3 separate regions of the Gossypium hirsutum genome follow, and all the other regions are linked to region 1. Evidence: chromatin contacts called from public Hi-C data. All regions are on one chromosome and are shown on one strand. Each heading gives the region's core, a stretch centred on a gene start, on an enhancer-like site or on the middle of the called end of the contact. The rest is flanking DNA. Distances are from core to core; before and after follow the strand shown.

Region 1 (3,427 bases), core at 243-2,742:
TAGGATTCCCCTGTCAAAAACAATTACAAGGAACAATCAGCCAAAACAAAACACATTTCCTTCTGTTCAGAAATTGAATGTGCGTGGCAGGAGCAGTGCAAAAAAGACCTTAAGCCTGATAGAATGTGATTGCATAACCAAATTCATTTATGCGTCACACTAGTATGAAATGCTTTAGACCGATTAACGATATTGTGGTCTGTGGGAACTAACAACTAAATAAACATTTATATATCTATTTCTATATACTTATATAATTAGCCTGAGTTGGTATCCCAAGTTAACTCAGCACCCGCTCAGTCAAGGTTAAAAATCTATTATTAATAAAATAATGAATATAAATACAATGGTTTTTCGGCTTTTACTTTTTGTTACTATTTTTATATGAAATGCTTAAAGAAACTAACTAAAAATGAGATGTCTAAAAATTGAACCGAGCCTAAAGAAGACTTATTTATAATTACTTTACCATCTCAATTGTTGAATAAGCTTTTTATAAATATAATTTTAATATTAATTTTTTCTTTCACCCACATCGAATCGTACCTCTAACATAGTCTTAAAGACAATAACCAATTTCAGTATGATAAATTTACTTGAGTTTTACTACTTAAAAACTAACAACACAAAGATGAATTGAACAGTGTCAGAGTCCTACTTTGACGCTTGCTCATAGCTGAAGAACTTGACGGCAGAATTTGGAACAATGCGAGCGCAATTAGTACCGTTGCCTTTGAATAATCCGCGAAAACCTTCTGTTCTCCAAATGTACTTCAAGCCTTGAATTGTTCCATTGTATTTTATACTATGTGGATTCTGAACCTGAAATTTTTATTTCAAAAGAGGTAAATTAATTAACAAATTTAAATTGTCTATTTTTCTTAATCTAAATAAAATGCACATTAAAAATTTTAACGAACCTGAAGTAAGATTTTTAAACGTTCCAAAGGAGCAACGGCAGTTCGTGACCTGCATACATTAAGCAAAAGATCCATTTTCAAATTTATTTCCTCTAAAACTTGAGAAATTCAATAACGTCGGAGACGATCTCCGCCAGCGAGAGAGAAAGAGAGAGATCTCACACTCCACCAGCAACGCCGCCGGCAACGAGAGACTTGCAGATACTAAGAACAGCATAACTGGGAGCTTTAACGCCTTCTCTAGCGAGCTTCGCTTCTTCAGCTAGATTCACGATCGTCGAAACAGCTGATTCACTAGTCTTCACATCCTCCGAAGCCATCGAAAACCAAAACACGGCCAATATATTCAAATCCACTCTCTCGCCGTAGAAACGGTAAGAAGTACTTTTCTGGTGGCTCCGGCGGAGTCTCGGACAGTCGTCGATGATTATCCGGCGACTCAAGGGTCCGATCTCCGAGGCGATATATATTATAGTCAAAAGAGGCTCCGCATTTCTCTCATGCGGCGCTTCTTTTCTAGTTTTTTGCGTTGGAAAATGTTAAGAGAGGTTTGTTGAAAGAGGTGTGGTGGTGACGGCTGGCTTTTGGGAGCATGAGAGAGTGACACGTCAACTATTTTGAGAGCGTGTACGTTGTTGCTTTGAGAGCGCGTGGATCTTGTAAAGTTTTTCCTGTGCGAGGAAAAGGAGGAACCTTTTTGGTGGTCTCTCACGTGCTGTTTTCTCACATGTTCTTACATTCAATTGTTGCACTAAAAATTAATAATTAAATTATTAGTAACATTAATATTTGATTTTTTTAATTAAAAAAATTATTTAACTCACCGAATTATTAAAGTTTTTCTTAAAATTCTTTCTAATAAATTTTTTTTAAAAATCCAAATTTTGATGAAATCTAAATTTAGGAGACAATGAGTAATGGTAGAACATAATAATAAAAAAATTGCAAAATCTTTATAAGGTCATCTAAAACTTTGTAAAACTTTAATTAAGTTGTTTCAAAACTTTTAAGAATTTTAGTTAAATCCTCTAAAAATTGTAAAAAGTTTTAACTCAACTCTTCAAAATTTTTAATAAATTTAATTAAGCCTTGTAATATTTTTTTTTATAAATCTAATCAAATTGTATACTAATGAAATAATAACATAATCAGTAATAATTAAGGCTTTAGATATTAAAGATATCAATTGTCACAGAGTTAGAACTTTAATTTTATAATTCGTGTTGATTTAAGCTATTCGTTTGCTTAGAGTTAGCCTAAAATGTATCTGAGTTAGCCTAACTCTCACAAAGTAAAATTATCTCAAGATACCGAAGTAAGCGAAAATAATTCAAAAGAGAAAAGAGTTCGAAAAAATATAAAAGCAAAAGTACAAAGAATTATCATCCTCATAAATAGGACAAAAAAATTTATAAATAAAAGGATAATACATTTCAGCATATTTAAACCCATATCCTCTTATATTAATAATAATATATATACCAATGAGTTAAAAAACTTAATGGAGACAAATTAATCCTTTAAAACAATTGTAATGGTAATCAATCTAAAATTTTGAAATAAATTCCAGAAATAAATAAATAAATAACCACTAGCAAGTGAGACAAAGATTTGGTAGCAGTTTCTTAGTTTCCTACAGTTACCGTATTTATTTGTTTGTCAGAAAGCAGAAACCTGGAGCTTCATATGATGACGACATGGCATTCCTCAATTTACACCTCATGTGCCACGTCATCTTCTGTGGTTAACTGCGCCCGCCCTCATGGATAAAATATTATAAACATTTCTATATTAAAAATTAAATTATATTTCGTCTTATTTTAATAAAAAATAAATAAAATAGTCATTGCATTTTTATCCTCTACTATTAAAAATGGTGTTATTGATAGAATAACCAAACATTTACATGTAGTGTGTTATGTATACCTCATTATAACGTACATAAATTAGTTTTTAACAGTAGAAATGATAAAATTTTTAATAGAAAAATTAATTTACTCTTTAATTTAATATATAAGAATTAATTTCATCGTTTTTAAGTAGAGAGGGAAAACAAAAACTAACCTCTAAAATAAGAGCATCCCTGATACTTTTATCAAAATTACAATAAAGAGTATATATTTGATACTTATAAAATATTACGGTGAATTAGACCAAACATTTAAACTATCGTTTAAAGTTTAAATTTTAAATTGGTACATAAAGTTCAAATGATATTAATTGAGTAGTATTTTTGTTGGCTTAACCATTCTTCCATAAAGTTAAATGCCAACTTTGATCTAGTGTGGAAATATTCAAAAATATGTTGAATGAATTGTAAAAATGTGTATGCCTACCATAGAGATAAGTTGGATTTTACATGCTAAAAAATATATTATCGAAAAAATTTTGGAGAAATATTTTTTTTCAACATGTCAAATTCAAGGTATTTATGTGGTAATTGCTCGTGTTTTTACAATTTAATTCACATGTTTTATATATGATCCACGTTGTATTTGAGCTTGGCA
Region 2 (3,427 bases), core at 581-3,080, 180 kb after region 1:
TATAAACTATCCGAATATTATTATCTAAATCCTAATTAAATACTATTTTTTATCGAGTATTCGTATCCGCAAAGAAAATCAATCTCAAAATTTTCAATTATTTTTCAGATATCTAAATCTGTAAAATTTCAAATTCAAGTACGTTACAATTCTTTATAAATAATCAAAATTATAAATATTTTATAACTATTAATTCATAAATTAAAATTTATTATTCAAATATTCGAATAATCTATTTTTAAGACGTAAAGTATTACATCGAAGGGTTACTTTCAAAGGGTAGTGTATTTCCATTTCAATTATTCAGAACGTTGTCGTTTTGTTCCGGTCATAGAAAAGGGCTCTGGAAGAGAAGAAAATGACTTGACTTTTCAATTTCATGCTCATCCACTCGTTTCAATTACTGTTTACTAAAAAAATAATAAAATAAAATATTAACAATGCATTGACTTGGTTATTCTATGAGCTTACGTGTGGAAAAAATTTGCAATCTATGTAGTCTTTAACTAATGTTTTTTTCTTTAAAAAAAAAGTCATTATTTTTGGTTTGATTAATATATTTGGTTTAAATTAAATAAAATATTAAAAAGTTTAGTTAAATCATCTATTTAAACGATTTGTACTGATTTGTGATCTATTAATTTTTTAACTTAATCTAGACCAGGGTACTAGTTGGTCCGATCCCATCTTGAAAACACTATCTTTAGCTTGCTGGTAGGTTCCAGGGTAGAAGGCAGAGACTTTTTTGGAGGGTTTTTATTATTAAATTTATATTTTTATAATTTTTAAATGATTAAAATAAAAATTTATTATTTTAAGAGGAGATAAAGTGCAATTTTACCATATATTAATTTAAAATTTTATAAATTTTAAAAAGAAAAAAACTAAAATTTTAATTTTATAGGTTCTAAAATAATAAATATAACTTACTGAGTTTTTTTAAGCTTAATACATCATGTAATCCTTAAAGCATATTTCTTTAGGTCCATAACATTAGGTCTTTTTACTCAAATAAATATAAATTAGTCTTCGTTTGATTAATTGAAAATGATTTCTGAAAAATGATTTATGGAAAATGACTTGTTTTTCTATAAAATCTAATATTTTCTGGTGTTTGGATAAATCTGTATAAAATATTTTCCGTTGTTTGACAAATTTTCTGAAATATTTCATAAAAGTTGTTTTCAGTGAAACAAACATGCAGTTGAGATTTATGATAAAGAGTTTAAATAAAATAATGAATTGATTACAAAGTAATGTTAAGGTGAAATTATAGTAAATAATGAATCTTCATTATTTTAAGGATTAAATTGTAAACTTTATGAAATTTATAATTGAAACAAGAGAAGTGACATGCATGAAAATTATTATGTGAAATAAGTTATTATAATGAATTATTTTATTAAAGTGCTTATATGGTGAAAAATAAATTACATGGCGATAGGAACTAAATTAAAAAATGCACAAAAATTTAAGTCTGAAACAATTTAATTTGTGAATAAGGAAATTATGATAAAAGTTTAATGAATATGTTATGAGACGATGAAATATGCATAAATTATTCTAAAAGTGAAATTGTGGAAAAATATGAAATATTTATGATGACAAGGACTAAATTGTTAAGCTTGAGAAAAATATGTGGATGAAATAATAGAAGTGAAATACATAGAAATTTGATATGTGAAATAAGGTATTGAGATAAATTATGTGATTAAATTGTAACAAGAAAGAAAATTCATTTAATATGATTAATTATTGAATATTAAACTTTTATGACAAAAAAGAACTAAATTGAAAAATTATAAAAGTTTATAAGAAAATATTTGATAAATGAAAAATGTAGTAGAGAATGTAACATCCCAGTGCTTTGACCAGATGTTGGGGTCATGTATGAGGGTATTATAGTGAATAGAGCCTTATCACTTTAGAAAATGTTTTACGAAAAAAATTTGATAAGACATTTTACGAGAATAAGGAAAATGTTTTACAAAAAAAAATTTGATAAGATATTTTACGGGAATAATGGGACAATTTTACGTTGACTATCCTATTTTACATGAAACAAACATAAAAAAACGTTAAAAATATTTTTCATAAAAACTTTTTAACGTTGAAACAAATAGAGCGTTAGTGAATTTTTAAAGTCTTTTTACTCGAATAAAGACTTACACCATGTTTGGTTGGGTGTATTGGCTATGCCAATACATCCCTAATCGGTGGGCCCCATGTAATCCCACTTCAATCCTCTGTTTGGTTCAGGGTATTGGCTAATACCCGTCTATTACATTACACCCCTAATCCCCAAAATCCACCGATTTCTATTACGTTCCTCTTTCTCAGATTAGGTGCTGCTTGAGTTTTAGACCCTGTTTTACCCTCCTGCTTCCCCTTTCCGTCTTCTGTTTCTTCCTTCTGTCTTTCTTTTGCTGAAGATTACAATAGAATCGACGCTTGGCCTTCTCAACCTTTTATTTTCGGAGTTTACTGCAACTGGAAAGGTTTCATTTCATTTCATTTCGATTTCTAATCAAACCAAATCAAATTTTCCCCAAATCAAACCCATTTGCCGTCTCCCTTTCTCTTTTGGTTCGACAGGTTTCATTTCATTTCGATTTCTAATCAAACCCGAAGCTCCTTGTTTCATTTCGATTTCATTTCTATTATTTTTTATGTGGGTTACACTTCTGTTTTATTTTTGCAGCAAGCGGAAAATTAAGGGATTTCATGTCGAAATCAAACCCGACTGAAGGCTAGCTTTTGCGAGTCCAACAAATCAAGGTACTCTCATTTAGTTGTTCTTTTGAACCCTAGACTTTAGCATGCTGACATTGGTAATCTTAGATTGTTGTGCTTCTCTCTCTTTTCGGGGTTTTGGAGATGTTTGGGTTTCAAATCAAATAGTGGATTGGTTAAAACCATTGTTATATCAGGTGCAAAGATTTTTACTGGTCATCAAGATGGTAAAATTCGTGTATGGAAAGTATCTGTTAAGAACCCTGGTGTTCATAAACGAGCTGGTACATTACCATCTTTGAAAGAAATCCTCAAAAGTTCAATTAAACCAAGTAATTACATTGAAGTGAAACGCAAAAGATCTTTATGGATCAAGCATTCAGATGCTGTGTCATGTTTGAGTTTAAATGAAGAACATGGTCTTCTTTATTCAGCTTCATGGGATAGAACATTTAAAGTATGGAGGATTTCTGATTATAAATGTCTCGAATCGGTTAACGCACACGACGACACGGTGAATTCAGTAGTATCGAGGTCCAGCAGGGAGATGGTTTTCACCGGTTCGGCCGACGGGACGATTAAAGTATGGAAAAGGGAACAACAACTTAAAGGGACGAAACATAGTTTGAACCAAACATTGTTACAACAAGAATGTGCTGTTACATCATTAGCAATTGATGCACCTGGTTCGGTT
Region 3 (3,427 bases), core at 353-2,852, 140 kb after region 1:
CTGCCATCTATGAACCCCAATGGAGTATCATCAAATGGGCCTACCATGCCATCTGTTGTCATGCTATACCCATATGATTCCCCTGTTGAACAGCTTGAGTTTGGCTCTCTTGGACCAGTGGGTTACTCAGGCATGAATGAAGTATCACAGCCAAGTGATGGAAGCAGCTCAGGTGGGGTATTCGATGAGCAAAGGTTCCATGGTACTTCTCAACGGTCTTCACAAGACCAACCTCCTTCACCCCACCTGCAAAGGTAATTTATCTTCTTGCTTGTCTAAGGTAGTTTCTTTTGAAAACTTTAGTAAAACCTGCCACCCTGAAAACTACTATGCATCTATCACGTTGCCCGACTGCTTTTGCTGGTCTAGCAACAGTGTAGATGGTGTAGTAATTTCTATGGCAGCTGCCGAGATAGCCTACTTGCTGCCACCCTCTTCCACGCTGGTGTTCTGGTTTTTGCAGTGGGTCGTCTCTTAGTAATAAACCTCAACACTAGTGGATATATATGTGGCAACAGAATTGTGTTCAAAATTGGATCATAATCTCTTTGAAGTTTTTTCCTTAAACATTCTAATTTCTCTCTTTTGTTTCAATTGGATTCTGTTACAATGCACTCATCTATTAATCTTATCAGGGGACTATGATTTTACTACCAGATGAGTGGCCCATACGAGTTAACAGTCGAAAGATGAGGATTCCCCCCACCCCCTTCCCTTTAGAAGGAAGAAACGACGGTGGGAGAATCTTACAACGCTAAAAGCCTCGCTTTACCTGGCGGTTTTTTTGTTCTCATCTCATAAAAGCAAGAAGTGCATTTTCTGATTTGGTTTTTTCTTGCAAGACGGTTGGTCACGCATGCTTCTTGGCTTGTGCTTTGTATGTACACTAACAAATGATAGAAATCATTTTCGGAGGTGCTCTGTTTTTGAAGATACGACAGGGTATTGGTGGAAACTGAAAAAGAATGCAGGACTCGGAAGGTAAAAAAAAAAAAAAAAGAGAAAAAGAGTTAAAATTTAGGGTTCTACACGATGTAACTGAAATAGGAGCTCCTTAGGATTACAACTGAGTTTTATATCATTTTATAAGAAAGTCTTAAATAGGGTTTTTTTCATTTTTGATCCTTATAATATTAGCTCTCTTTTTGTTAAACTTCCAAATGTTGAAAGTTACCAGTGTATTGATAACATTTTCCATCGTTAAAAGAAGATTAGAATTTACAAATTTTCAAAAACAGGAACCTAGTTGTGTTTATATGGTATGTTGTGTGTGTATAATTTAAATCCTTTTCTGTTAGATTTTGAGGTTCTTCAGTCGATTCTGAATTATCCTACATATTTGATTTTCGGGTTATGACCATTTCTGGTTTAGATCATTTTAAGCTTGGGTTATTCATTTCGGTCCCTTTAACCTGTGCAATCATATATCTACATATCTTACTTTAAAATAGATAGTTTTGGGTTTGGGTCACTTGGGTTATTTTGGCTGGCTATTGTTGGTCTAGTTGTTCGTTTGGTCCTTTCAACTTATGCAATTCCTTAAAATAGATAGTTTCGGGTTTTAGTTGTTTTTAGGTTTGGGTCATTGCTGGTCCAGATCATTTCATCATTCGGTCACCTCAGACTAGGGTCATTTATTTTGGCCCCTTTTAACCTGTATAGTCATATAGCCTTATATCTTACCTTAAAATAGATAGTTTCAGATTCAGATTTGGTTCAAATCATTTCAATATTTGATCACTTTACACTCAAGTATATATTTTATATATATATCTTACCTTGAAATAGATGCTTTCCCTCACATTTTCATGTGTTTGTATATAAAGTGTCACAATCATTTATTGTAATAAGGAATTTGCAAGATATAAGATTGTAAGCTGGGTTTTATTGTCCCTTGCTTTGGACCTACAATAAATTTAGCGGCTTAAAATTATCAAATTGTCTTTTAAAATTTCTTTTCCCACTTCAGTGTGAGACAAATTAATGAAAAAAAAAAGTTAAGTGAAAAGGTTTAATAGAGAAGTGGTCCATTTGTTTGCAATAATTTCAGTATTCAGTTTTCAAGTTAAACCTATTTGTAGGTCCTCCCCCGCTCTCTCATGCCACTTTTTAACCGCACTTTCATATTATATTTTAGTTATTTATATTTGAAAGATTATATTTTAGTCACTTACATTATTGTATTGTAATATTTTAGTTACTAAGCATTAATTGCCATTAACGGTGTAACAGTAAGTTGATGTGGCACATTAAATTATAATTTCAAACAAAAATTTTAGGTCAAAATAATACAATTAATACATATATCTTTTTCGTTTTGTATAATTTAAATTTTTTTTATGTTTTTTGAACTTTTTTTCCCCATTTTCCCTTTGTTTTCCTCCCTTTTCCATTTCTTTTAGCGTAGTTTTTCCATATTTTTTATTTGTTAAATTTAGTCCCTATGTTTTTATTTTTTGAACAAATTAATTTTTTTCTTTTTATTTCTTTATTTTCCTTTTCTTCTTTCCCGTTATTTTTCTCTCTTGTATTCTTCACTACAGAAACATAATATTTCCCTACTAAATAAACCAATTTCTTGTTTCTTTCATATGGCTCCTAAATTGAATTTCACTGAAAATTGAATATCAATCATTCTTAATCAAATCTCGATTTCAATATAACCTAATTTTGAAACTAAAATTGGATCTAACTATCACTATAAAAAATCACATCCTTAATCAAATCTAAACATAAATTGAATTCTTTATATTTAAAATAAATTGTTTCTGTTCCCAAACTTTTACAGAATCGTGTAGATTATTCATTTCCTTTTCTTTTATTTTTTGAAGAATAAAATTAAGCAAATGATAAAATTGATCTAAAACTTCTTGAATATTCCCAAGCAAGCTTGATTGGAAGCCAAGCATGGATGAATCGAAGAAAGAAAGGGAGCATGAAACCAAACTGGTTTGATTAAAGTTGGAGGTAAGTTTCGTATAGTGACCGTTTTAGTCATTGAGAGTTTAGAGCTCGTTTGAAAAATCCGTAAAACAACGTAGTTTTGAAAGGGTGAGAATGTTGTAGGTTAGATAGATAAGGTGGTCATGGGGGTTGGTTAGGAGGTTATAGGAACGGGCTCAGGAAACTTTGTTGAGGATGGACTGTCATAAGTCACGACTGGAAATGTCTTCAAGTGAGGTGAGCTTGTGGACTAGGTCATTGAGAGATCCATATTGGTTCGTTAAAGCGATGATGGATGATAAGGGTTTGTAATTGTGGGGTGAGAAAATGCGAAACAAGTTTTATTTTGGTTTCAACTTTTCTTTTTTCATAAACATAAAATAGAAAAACTACGTTAAAAGAGATGGAGAAGGGAGGAAAACAGAGAGAGAAGTAGAAGAGAATGAAAAAAAAAAGAAAAAAAAGGAAAGTTAAAAGAATATAA

The links. Hi-C and Micro-C count contacts between places; a contact is called where the count stands out from the background.
Region 2: a contact with region 1 is called in a Hi-C map of leaf, with 1.7 times the contacts expected there. The contact joins the promoter of LOC107956364 here to the promoter of LOC121210901 in region 1. A contact is called at or near these places in 2 of 34 Hi-C or Micro-C datasets (both in leaf).
Region 3: a contact with region 1 is called in a Hi-C map of leaf, with 1.6 times the contacts expected there. The contact joins the enhancer-like site here to the promoter of LOC121210901 in region 1. A contact is called at or near these places in 2 of 34 Hi-C or Micro-C datasets (both in leaf).

Annotation. Positions count from the first base shown.
Region 1 is chrA12:81,131,515-81,134,941 of Gossypium_hirsutum_v2.1, forward strand. LOC121210901 (mitochondrial adenine nucleotide transporter ADNT1) reads right to left here and starts at 1,493. Exons shown (of 8, transcript XM_041082816.1): 1 at 1,083-1,493; 2 at 921-969; 3 at 659-822; 4 at 1-10. The coding sequence starts at 1,240.
Region 2 is chrA12:81,315,954-81,319,380 of Gossypium_hirsutum_v2.1, forward strand. It overlaps LOC107956364 (protein JINGUBANG-like), which reads left to right and starts at 1,831. Exons shown (of 3, transcript XM_041084181.1): 1 at 1,831-1,888; 2 at 2,433-2,498; 3 at 2,931-3,427. The coding sequence starts at 1,831.
Region 3 is chrA12:81,273,504-81,276,930 of Gossypium_hirsutum_v2.1, forward strand. It overlaps LOC107948182, which reads left to right. Exons shown (of 9, transcript XM_041082820.1): 8 at 1-254; 9 at 636-1,235. The coding sequence ends at 645. Among protein-coding and RNA genes, the nearest start is that of LOC107948182, 8.5 kb to the left of the region's middle. Within about 2 kb of position 1,603, at least 3 of the 9 cell types and tissues checked have an H3K27ac peak or open chromatin away from gene starts, as enhancers often do. A contact at or near this core is called in leaf, where this site is marked.